4 separate regions of the Mus musculus genome follow, and all the other regions are linked to region 2. A link is a contact called in public Hi-C and targeted proximity ligation data. All regions are on one chromosome and are shown on one strand. The core of a region is the stretch at or near the end of the contact, and the rest is flanking DNA. Distances in the headings are between cores, read along the strand shown. Region 1 overlaps A830019P07Rik (RIKEN cDNA A830019P07 gene). Region 2 has its middle 25 kb from the start of Gm31568. Region 3 holds the start of A830019P07Rik (RIKEN cDNA A830019P07 gene). Region 4 overlaps Htr7 (5-hydroxytryptamine (serotonin) receptor 7).

Evidence for each region. A called contact is a pair of places that touch in the nucleus more often than the background predicts.
Region 1: a Hi-C map of the C2C12 cell line shows a contact between it and region 2, with 2.0 times the contacts expected there. A contact is called at or near these places in 4 of 484 Hi-C or Micro-C datasets (the C2C12 cell line, the HPC-7 cell line, cerebral cortex and 1 more) and 1 of 130 datasets of targeted methods (large pre-B cells).
Region 3: a Hi-C map of the G1E-ER4 cell line shows a contact between it and region 2, with 2.4 times the contacts expected there. A contact is called at or near these places in 1 of 484 Hi-C or Micro-C datasets (the G1E-ER4 cell line) and 2 of 130 datasets of targeted methods (embryonic fibroblasts and embryonic stem cells).
Region 4: a contact with region 2 is called in a targeted proximity ligation map of bone marrow-derived macrophages, with 8 times the contacts expected there. A contact is called at or near these places in 18 of 484 Hi-C or Micro-C datasets (the 63-12 cell line, the G1E-ER4 cell line, the HL-1 cell line and 13 more), 7 of 130 datasets of targeted methods (the 230-238 cell line, CD8 T cells, acute myeloid leukemia and 3 more) and 1 of 9 other capture datasets (embryonic stem cells).

What each region holds. Positions count from the first base shown.
Region 1 is chr19:35,874,168-35,876,996 of GRCm38.p6, reverse strand. The region is part of intron 2 of A830019P07Rik (RIKEN cDNA A830019P07 gene); the gene reads left to right. Among named protein-coding and RNA genes, the nearest start is that of A830019P07Rik, 49 kb to the left of the region's middle.
Region 2 is chr19:35,125,363-35,128,062 of GRCm38.p6, reverse strand. No RefSeq gene overlaps it. Among named protein-coding and RNA genes, the nearest start is that of Gm31568, 25 kb to the left of the region's middle.
Region 3 is chr19:35,923,133-35,925,832 of GRCm38.p6, reverse strand. A830019P07Rik (RIKEN cDNA A830019P07 gene) reads left to right here and starts at 1,255. Exons shown (of 5, transcript NR_152130.1): 1 at 1,255-1,463; 2 at 2,286-2,346.
Region 4 is chr19:36,005,202-36,007,901 of GRCm38.p6, reverse strand. All of the region lies in intron 1 of Htr7 (5-hydroxytryptamine (serotonin) receptor 7), which reads left to right. Among named protein-coding and RNA genes, the nearest start is that of Htr7, 51 kb to the left of the region's middle.

The DNA.
Region 1 (2,829 bases), core at 112-2,611, 750 kb before region 2:
GAGGCATCAGAAAAAATCTCCAGGCAGATACATAAGTATAGTTTGAAACTTTAGATGTAGACCCTGAGTCTGGAAAACACTAGCACAGAAAGGATCTATGAAAAGCTTGCCTCTGTTGTGTATGTAACAGCGTTCTCCTATTGTTTCTGGAGAGATATGGAGGGCACACTGTTCTGTCACATCTGTCTTCAAAGGAATGCTTGCTTGACTAAAGCAGTAAAATGGCCAAGGAAACAGCCGAGGCACATCCAGAATAAGCAAATGGTGAGCTATGTTTTGTTTCATGAAAACAGAAGGTAGACTCTACTCCCCCTACCTTAAGAATTTATACAAAAATGATCAAGCATCCTTGCTTTCTCTCTGTCTCAGCAGCTTTAAGGTTTCTGCTTCTATGAAGAACAACATCATATAAAGACAGAAATTCCCGTTTTCCCTCCAGGAAACTGATGGAAAGGAAATGAGACATGGAGTCAGCCGGCTGGCAGCTATCCATGGTTTCAGGGGTCTCTGCTCCCTCGTCCACCTAGTATTCTGATTGTCTATGGTTTAGTTTCTATGCAGCATATATCCCATAAGACTTGATTAGAGGACTCTAGGCCCCTCTTTTTCTCATCAGTCTTCTAAAAACTTCACACTGTTTGTCCCCACAGTCAACTAAGAAATACCAGAAAGCACATTTGTAACTTGTAACTCTAAGAAGGGACCAGAAACATGGAACTGTCACTGCCTAGGGTAGCTTTTTGGCCCATAGTGATGTGATAGAGAAGATGAGGAGACAGCAATGATTTCTGAGTTGAGAAGAGAAGATCAGTTACCTATCAGTAATTAATAAAAACCACAGAGTTATAGTGTAGTTTCTTGCTATCAATGTAGAATTAAACTTGAGAAGATTAAATATAATAGAGGGAAATGAGGACAACCTGCCAATATTAAGGAGTATAATTATATTTATTCACTGTGGAATGCTTGCCACTGAGCCCCGGGGGATAATACATCCATGCATGCTGTCTCAGCTAGACTTCCTCCTGTGAGTCACAGAAACTAGAAGCTTATTATGGTTACTGTTTCTCCTAAGGATAATGCTTTCTACAATTTTAAGAAATAACATGAAGTACAATAGTTAATTTGACAAACCTGATGGTTTTAGAGATTAATCATCTAAGGTTTAAAAAGTCCCCCTTGAAAGGCATAGGAAATGATCACTGCTTTGGTCTACTGCTAAGAATTATTTGTTACCATTTGCATACCTTCTCCACCTGTCCCATCTTTCACTGAGAACATTTTTAAGGGACTTCCCACAGACCAATCTCTGTTTGAGTCAGCTTCTTGAGAAACCTGACCTGCAAAAGGGAATTTCTGTCTCTCTATATTCTTAGGAAACCCAGCCTACAAGAGGACTTGGCAGTGTGAGCAGATGCTGCTTGGACTTTCCCTGTCAGTCAGCAATCCCAAGTCATTTTGCTATTGCTGCTATTGTCATCTGTGTTTTGCAACTGTTGGCTGTACATTACGTTGTAAAGCAAGGAGTTCATTTTGTTGGTGTCTTACAAAATGGGGAAAAGGAAGAACAGATCTCAACAAGAGATTTTGGGGATTCAATAAAGTCTTCGTCATCCTGAAAAACAGAACAAAACAAAACAACAAAAGAAAAACAAAATCAACCAAGCACATCAAACAAATGTTCTCTCTGTCCTTGACATTGCATATTCCAAATGTGGAAGTGATAATGTAGATAATTCATACTCCAAAAAAAGGCTCTTGAGATTTTTAAAAAGATTTATTTATTTTATGTATATGAGTACACCATTGCTCTCTTCAGACACATCAGAAGAGGGCATCAGATCCTATTACAGATGGTTGTGAGCCACCATGTGGTTGCTGGGAATTGAACTCAGGACCTCTGGAGGAGCAGTCAGTGCTCTTAACCACTGAGCCATTGTTGTGAGCCACCATGTGGTTGCTGGGAATTGAACTCAGAACCTCTGGAGGAGCAGTCAGTGCTCTTAACTGCTGAGCCATCTCTCCAGCCCCAGAAAAGACTCTTTGATCAGGAATAAAGCACATTCTTGTTATCTTCTTGATTTCTTCTTTAGGACAAATACTGATGCTCATACCGCTGTGGATTGCTGTTAACATTTTCTTCAAAACCAGCAGTCTCTGCTATCTGAGGCACTTCCATGAGAGTGAAAAAGAAATGTGGGATGTTGAGGACTAGAGAGAAAAAAACCAGATGGGCTTGGGTATGATGATAGCAAGTACATTAGGAAGCAGGCTTGCTTCAGGTAGGGTCATTACCCAGTGCTTACAGGCACTTTCTTGACTTAGCCGGCACAACTGTCTGATAGGTGATATTGGCCATCAAAGCAACATTGACACATTACTTGCAGAGAAACGTTATCTCTCTGCTTCACAGTCACTTTATAAATGCGGTGAGCTCCTTGTGGGGTTATTCCTTCAGTGCCAGGAATCACTATATGGCTAATACACACAAAATAGTTTAAGATATAGCTGACACACATTCATATTCAATTAAAAATGGAATTAAAAACAAATGATCCTGCATTCCTAAAGTTCTAAGTCAGTTCTGTATTTTCTATGTTATTGAATTTGGGTAATAATCAAACCTGACCATTTTTTAATTTTAATTTTTAATGATATTTTTCACTAAACATTTGTAAGAATGTGATTTCAATTTTTTTCTTAGCTTATAATTTTTTGTTTTTATTTCCTTTTTCCTATTTATTTAATTATTTATTTATTCACTTTACATCCCGATCACAGCCCCCCTCCCAGCTCCCCTCTCTCTCATCCCTTCCCTCCACCCCTTCT
Region 2 (2,700 bases), core at 138-2,637:
CAGTCAGCCACCAGTCAGAGCAGAAACTGAACCAGTTCCTGGGGGCTGGTTTGGGGGGGGGGCAGGTTTTAAATGTGAATTTGTTTTAAAGTTGCAGTCAGTTGAAGGTATATCTGTATTACAGATGCATGCAAGTAAGGCTCCACTCCACTAAAAAGTAGAAATTATTTACCTGGAGTTATTTTTTTTTTATGTTGCTGTTAGTGTTTTATTTTTTTTATTTTTTTTATTACGTATTTTCTTCAATTACATTTCCAATGCTATCCCAAAAGTCCCCCCCCCACTCCCCTACCCACCCATTCCCATTTTTTGGCCCTGGCATTCCCCTGTACTGGGGCATATAACGTTTGCCTGACCAATTTACCTGGAATTATTAACTGGGAAAGATAAGCAACTCAAACACCAATTGCTACACTGCTTTGCTTGAACCACAACATGAGGAATGGCATACAATCTAAAATGGAAAAAAATCTCTAGAAAACTTGGAAGTAAGGGGCTACATGCCAGCACGTTACTGGGAAATTAATGTAGTCAGGGTAATAAACTCTCACTGAACTGAAACAGAGATATGCAGAGTCACCTTAAGAAAATAGAAACTCGACAAAGCCCACAGCACCTGGCTCCAGACTAATTCGAGGAGCTGATATATCTAAGGAAAAGAAGTATTCTTCATAAAGTTGGCCAGCATAGAGGCTTATAAAAGGCTAATCACGGTGTCTGTTTACTGGGAAAAGAGCCCCAGCTCAAGAATGTAGGAAAGCTGGCATCATCTATCCTCATCATGGGAAAAGCCGACTTACAGGACAGAACTAGTAGACTACAGCTCATTCTATGAATCTCGTTGAGGGGGTAAGATTTCACTAAGACAAAGGGACATGGTTTATTTCTACAGAGGCAGAGCTATGGCTGCTTTGTCACTATAGTTTGAAGAAGGGCTATATGGCTCACAAAACCTAAAACATTTGTTGTCTGACTGTTTAGAGAAGAACTTTCAAAACTTTATAAAACCCTTAACCAGGTAATTGGTTCCCGTCACTTTGATTCCACGCACCTCAAGCAAACTCGTGGTTTCGGTTTTGTTTCATAGGTCAGACACCAACAGCGGCAAGTGTCTCCCACAGCTCTTGGTTATTTTTAACTTATTTCTAGCCTAGATTTGGGGATTATTTTTTTTTTCTCATAGTGTCTGGGAGCTTGCCCTATCTGAATCATTTCCGTGAGTAATAGTTAGTTCCCTTTTCAATATGCTTTGTAAAATAAAGAAAATGAAACGCAATTCCCTGCACTTAGGAGGAAAACAGCTATGCATGTCGACTGTAGTAGGCTTCTTACTCATTCTGGAAAAGATCGGGGTTAAGGGCGAGCAGCAGGCCAGGGCCCAAAGCTGCACTTCACAGGGTTCTGTTTACTTCGGTTGTCATAGGAGCAGGACCCATCTTTACTCCCACGAAGGAAGGCAGACAGTCTCCCCAGATTCCAATGTTTCATTTCTGACTCGTAGAAGTCTCTGCTTTATTTTTAAACTTGACTTTTTCTTTTACTTCTTTCGATATTTTTATTTGAATTTCACATCTTCATGTGTTTGGCACAGATAAGATCCTCATATGAGCAGAACACGGTATGCTAGTTGCAAATTCCTTTCAATGACTCCCAGCAGGATCCATTTACTTGCTATAATTTATTGGATATTTTATCATTGTATAACCAACATTTGTTGAGTATATACCACATTGTGGATACCATAGCTAGTTTAGCCATCTGCAGGAAACGTTTGTTTCCTTTGTAGAGTCCATGGTTAAAGTATAATGGGGTGAATTTGACAACTCATCCTATATTAAGACACTCAACCCCTCCAAATTTCCTTAACAGCTAAGTTATTCTTTTCTAATAGATCTTTCACACATCTTTGATAACAGTCATGAAATAATACCTTGATAACCTACAAGGTAAGACATAATTTTCACATCTATCGCGCTGTCAATAAGGACAGTATTTATATTTGTATTTTGTTGTTTATTTATTGCATTCCACAGATGTCACAACAGCCTCTTTCCCTCAATGCAGCATCTCTAAGCATGGTGGGGAACAGTTTCCTGTTGGTGCACCGGGCTCTTTATGAATTTATCCATTTCACACTGAGAACTATCTAATTGTCTTTAGCTTCCATCTAAGGCAGTCCAATGGCCTTGCCTCTGAGTCACTGTGGAGTTTGGCCTGGTGATCCCTTCAGTACAGTAGACTGGAGATACAGAACTGACATCCTTCCCAGTGTTTTGCAAGCTTTGGGTGGCTCGTGTGGCTGTAGAGTTAACGGTGCCATCCAGAACACTCAGCAATATTTTCCCATTTAGAGGAAGAGCAAAAGGAGGAGGGAACTTAATGGAAATATAGCTGAACCAAATAGGATCTGTTCCAGCATTTTTCAATACAAAATAATGCAAACCTCTTAGCCATTAAGTCGCAGCTTAAGACAAAGTGCTTGAAATTACCTGTCATCACAGATTTTTTTACTGGTAGAAAGAAAAGCCCTCACGGTGTATTTTCAACTAACCGTATTGCCACCTAGTGGCCATTGAGGAAAATTAGTATCAGAAAATTGGAAGCAACTTTAGAAATGAAGACATTAGTAATACTGACAATAACTGCTAAGACTTACTGGATGTCTACAGTGTTCCTTGACTCTGTGCTCAAAACTGTATG
Region 3 (2,700 bases), core at 6-2,505, 800 kb before region 2:
ATCTGCATGAAACCCAGGTCTCTCAGTGTTCAAGGGTCCTCTTTAACTTTTGACACTGAACCATGCAAAGTAGAGAGTCCTGGGGTATTATTATTCTATCCTCCCCAGGTTTCTTAGGTAGCACAGTAAAATCACTCCTGTTTCTATTCCATCCCAGCTATTGCCACCTCATCCAACTCTGCATGTATCTGTATCCTCTCCCTTTGTAGGTCCTCACTGATGGATGCTAACTGGTTTCCCCGTCTGGGTGCTCCTCTAGTTTTGCTTCGTAACAAGGTTAGATCTGGGCCAAACAACTTCAAACCATGTGCAATGCTGAGCTGACATCACTGAAGTTGTGTTTATGGCACAGTGAATTATAAATAGACAATATTACAGTGGCTCTCTGTTCCCCAGAGTCAAGTGGCCTCTCATTAGTCAGTTTGTTTATAAATACAGAACAGACCCATCAAGGGACATGTGGGGACCTGGGACTGGGCATCTGAGCAGCTGTCATCCTCTGACCTCAGAAGAACTCAGGGAGGGATGTGTTTTAGACACCTGGGAGAGAGTTGTGGAGCTGTCAGGCAGGCTTACACAGGGGAAGGAGGGGTGCTAGTGTTGGGGATTCCTCTTCTTCCTCTGTCTCCTCTGTCGCCAGGTCTGCTCACCAGTCCAACTCATTCTGAAGCCAGAGGGCATGGGGGGAGGGGTGTTGTGGGTCAGCCTCTCAAGGAGAGGTGGGCATGGAATGACAAGTGAAGGCATCTCTCGTGTAGTCACTAAGAAGGAAAAAAAAATGTGCCGATAAATCTGGAGGCAATGTTCTTTTATCATTTAGGATTTTTATTTTAAATGTATTGAAAGAGCATTGTTAAACAGATAAGAATTCAATTATTTTTTTCTTATCAGACAGTACCTTCCTGGATTAAAAATGACCTTACATTTCAGTGCTAAACAATGGTATGATCTTTTATAAAACTGCGGCAGATTCCCCTGAACCCCTGCTAGCAAAAATATGACAGTAATGCAATTTCTGGAACCTTACTCATTCCACATTAAGAGGGGACGCCTGATTTCTTCCCTCCTGGATATCATGGTATTTTGGGTTTGCCTGTAAGCAGAAGAAGGCAGCAGGAGGGTGCTGCACAGCTTCTGAAGACAGATCAGAGGTGAGGATGCAGCTGGCAGCTGGCTTGCTGGAAAGTGTGTCAGAGCCTGGAGCCTCCATGGCAACATTCTCAGGCCCCGTGACCACCAGGCTGGCTGGACTCCCAGAGAGTCACATGGAAAAGCCCTGAGACCGCATGGAAGAGCATACTGTTTTCCAGCCTCTCCTATTTCCTCCAACTTCCTGTTTGTCCGTTGTCAGCCACTGTGGGACAAGGGAATGGGATCTTAAGGGACTTCCTTATTGGAACCTCATCATGACGTCCAGAAACAGGAGAAATGGTCTCTGTCATTTTACACCATGGAGGTTTGAGGTGAGTCATTATACAAAAGTAACCAAAGCTATTTTAAATGCCAGTTAGATTCCACAACTGTCCCCCAAACAACATGACACAGTAAGGACAACCACGAACACATCTGCAAGTGGCCAGTGGCCTCCTGTGCAGCATCCATGGGAGGTACTGCCAATTTTAAGATCTGCCCTAATGAAAGATATGAAGGGAAACACACTGTAGCCCTTAGGATTGATGGGATGTGGCAGCACGTGCGCAGTGGGAGAAACAAAGACGGTGAGCGAGTTTGAGAGCTCGCTGCTGAGACTTTTTGTTTTGAAAAACCTTAGGAGTTTGTAGTTAAAATGACAGGAGTTTCGAAATACCAACAACAACACAAAAACAAAGCAAAACTGAATGACATAACTAAAAGGACAGTAAAATCACTGAAATTCACCAGCAAGAAATAAACACGTAGATTTTTTAGTGCATATGGATGCACAACAAATATAGCACACATCACAATTCAGCTGGGAGTATCCTACACTGGATTAGTGTTTATACAGCTATATAGATATTCTAAATATGATATGTGTCACACCATGTCACATTATTTATCTAACTAATCATTTAGTGATGGACATTTTATTTTCTCTTTACAATTTTATGTACAAAGCAGTGGGTTATGTTTGCACATATTTCTTCTCCAATGTGTGTGTGTGTGTGTAGAATTTCTATGTATATGAGATTGTTGGATTGAATGAGGTTTATTTATAACTGATTCTAAAAATTCTCATTTATGATTGTGACATGGATTGACAAAGCCATCTCCCTGAAAAGCCTGTCTTCTCTTATCCTCTTCAGCAGCTCTTGGCAAGGACAATTCTTCCCTCTTTGGCCATGTTCGGGTCTGGCCATTTATGTGGTGAGTTTTGTGGTTTTAAATGATTTCTTTTCATTGTGTTTGCGTCTCAGCAAGGGATGAAACTGAACCTCTTTGTACTTTTGTCAATTTGAACTTCTGTGAATTGACTCTTGATTGTCTTTTGGCCATCATTCTTTTCGTAAGTAGTTTGTGGGAATGCTTTGTGTAATAGCAGTAATTCTTTATGCATTGTTTGTCTTGCTATTTTTTTCCTGTCCTTCAAACATTATCATTGTGGCATTTTGATTTTGTTGCCCAGAAATTCTATGTGAATTGATTTCACTCTATAGCTTCTGGCTTCAGTGACAAAATTCTTGTTACAATTTGTTAGGTTAAAAGCATTCACCTATATTC
Region 4 (2,700 bases), core at 157-2,656, 880 kb before region 2:
AAGAAAGACCAGGAGATGGGCTATTATTGAACTTCTGCTTTCCAGAAATCTTGAAGAAATGAAAAAAATTAAAAGGAGCCAGCTATTGTGATGTACACCTGTAATTCCAGCACTTGAGGGTTAGAGGCAGGCAAATCTCTGAGTTTGAGGACAGCCTGGTCTGGAGAGAGTTCCAGGACAGCCAGAGCTGTGCAGAGAAACCCTGTCTCAAAACACCCTAAAAAAGAAAAAAGATAAAGGAAAAAAGAAAAAAATATTAACCAACCAACCAACCAACCAACCAACCAACCAATTAACTACCAAAACCAAAAAAGCTGAAAGGCAGAATGAAGAGTCAATTTGAAAAAAAAAAAACAAAAACATGGCTCCTTGGGTTCATTAGACATAGGTTGATAGGATCAAAATATAATGTGTGTTAGGATTTAGCAGCAGAGTCCCTTGGTGGATTGGAGCAGGGCAGTGGTGGCACACACCTTTAATTCTAGCACTTGGGGGGCAGAGGCAGGTGGATTTCTGAGTTCGAGGCCAGCCTGATCTACAGAGTGAGTTCTAGGACAGCCAGGGCTACACAGAGAAACCCTCTCTCAAAAAAACAAACAAACAAACAAACAAACAAACAAACAAATCCTTGGTGGCTTGGAGCAAAGGAATGCTGGGGCAGAAATCACACCATACAACAGGTCTCACTGAAGATTTTGTTTTTTGTTTTTGTTTCATTTCATTTTATTTTATTTTTTACAAAGGCTGCCCCTGAGCAAGGTGGTAGGGAAAAGAGGGCAGGAAGAGAGGGCACTTGGTTTTTATACAGAGATACAGCGCATGCACATAGGGAGAGTGCGTTGTATTTTGCCTGCTGCTGCTGACTTGCTGTTGTTGCTGGGTTACAGAAGGTGGGCTTAGGGGTGGGGTTTCCAACAGTGTGCAACTTTGCTTTAAGTAAAGACTTGAGGGCTATTCTTTGTTCGTTTGTTAGTTTGTTTTTTGCTTTGTTTTTCTAGGCTAGCTTTAAATCTTCTTGTACTTTTGTCTTCATTTAGGATCTTTAAGATGGGCAACACACTTGTAGTTATTAAGAGAGGCAAGATGGAAGTATTTTATTACTTAATTATTACTTACAGGCCAATAAGAACATATGGATACCTGTAAGACACACATGAGGGCTAGGGAGTAGAGAGAGAGAAAAATGGGGACCTGTGAGCCAATGCCTTTAATGGATTCAGAACACATTATCCAAACAAGTTTTTCTGCAGGAAATTTTTGTCAGTGGATAGAAAGGAAACTTCAAGAACTCCTTCTGTGATGGAGACTTGTTTCTATAGTGACTTTGTGCAGGCTGTGCAGCATGTGGAAGTGAACAAGGTCTGTCAAGCAGATTGTAACTGCCACACAGGGAAGTGGCTACTGAGAGGCACTTCTATGAGGCAGATAACCGGATTGACCACAATGAGGAACTAGGAACGTAGCCAAGCGTCACTCGCTTCTGTTATGAGAAAGTTCGACGTATGTTTTAAGTGGTTGATGGTGCAATATAAAATTATAAGAATTCTCCATAATAGTTCCTTTTCCTTTCAGTACACATGAATCAAAGCATTCCCACACATCTGGACCACCTATCTGTCCTGAGCATCCTCTGATTCATCTCTGGATCTTTCTTTGGTATTTTTTCATTTCTCCTTTCCTCTGAATTCTGTTCAATGTGGCCCCTAAACACTAAGCTATCCACATAACTTGCCTTTAACATCCAGGTTAGAATCTGTCACCCCCAAATCTATCTCCTTTTAACTACTTTGTGCAGTATGCCTGTGCATGTGTGTTGTATATGTGTGTGAGTTATATGTATGTGTGTTATGTTATTATATGTGTGTTATATGTACGTGTTATGTGTGTGTGTTTACATGTATTACAGGTGCTCACGAAATAGAAGGGCTTGGTATAAAACTTTCTGAGCCTCCCTCCAAGCCTGTTTTAAATGCAGTGTCAGATAAGAAAGTTTAAAATGTAAATGCATAAAATGATTAAGGGAATTATAATGTTAGTATATATTTATTAGTTTAAATTTGTGATGTTTCATTCTTATAATAATTCAGGGAAGTAGCAAGCTAGTTTAATAAACTTCAGAGGCAACCTGTGTGTAAGACATTTGCAGACACATTCAATTAAGTGTCTAACTTGGTTTTTTCCTTCTCCTCCTCTTCCTCCTCTTCCTCTCCCTTTTTCTTCCCCACTCCTGCTTTTTCCTTCTTTGCCTGACATTAAGAAAGCCACACAGATGAAAATGGCAGCCTTTTAAGAACTGTTTACTTAATTTAGCTGTTACAGTATTTTTAATAGCTTGTTCCATAACTGATACAGTAGCTTAAAGAGTAGGAAATCCTTGCTTAAAATTTAAGTCACGGCAAGTAAGAGTGCAATGTGGTTAGTGACCATTAAGTGCTCAGCTGAAGGAGTCAATTAATGGCTTCCTTGGCCAGTTTAATTTGCCACCATTTGGCAGAAAATATCGTGGGGATGTATCTTGTCCCTTAATTGAGAGAACCACAAATGTCACAGGATTGAATTTGGTTGCACAATTTTAAGTAGACATGTGTTCATGTGTAGGTCTGAGTTTTGTAAAAATGGAAAAAAAAAAAACAAAGCAAGAGCTGTGGTTTTCCTAATCAGTGTTAGCTTGTAAGAGGTCCAATATGTTCCTAGTGCAGC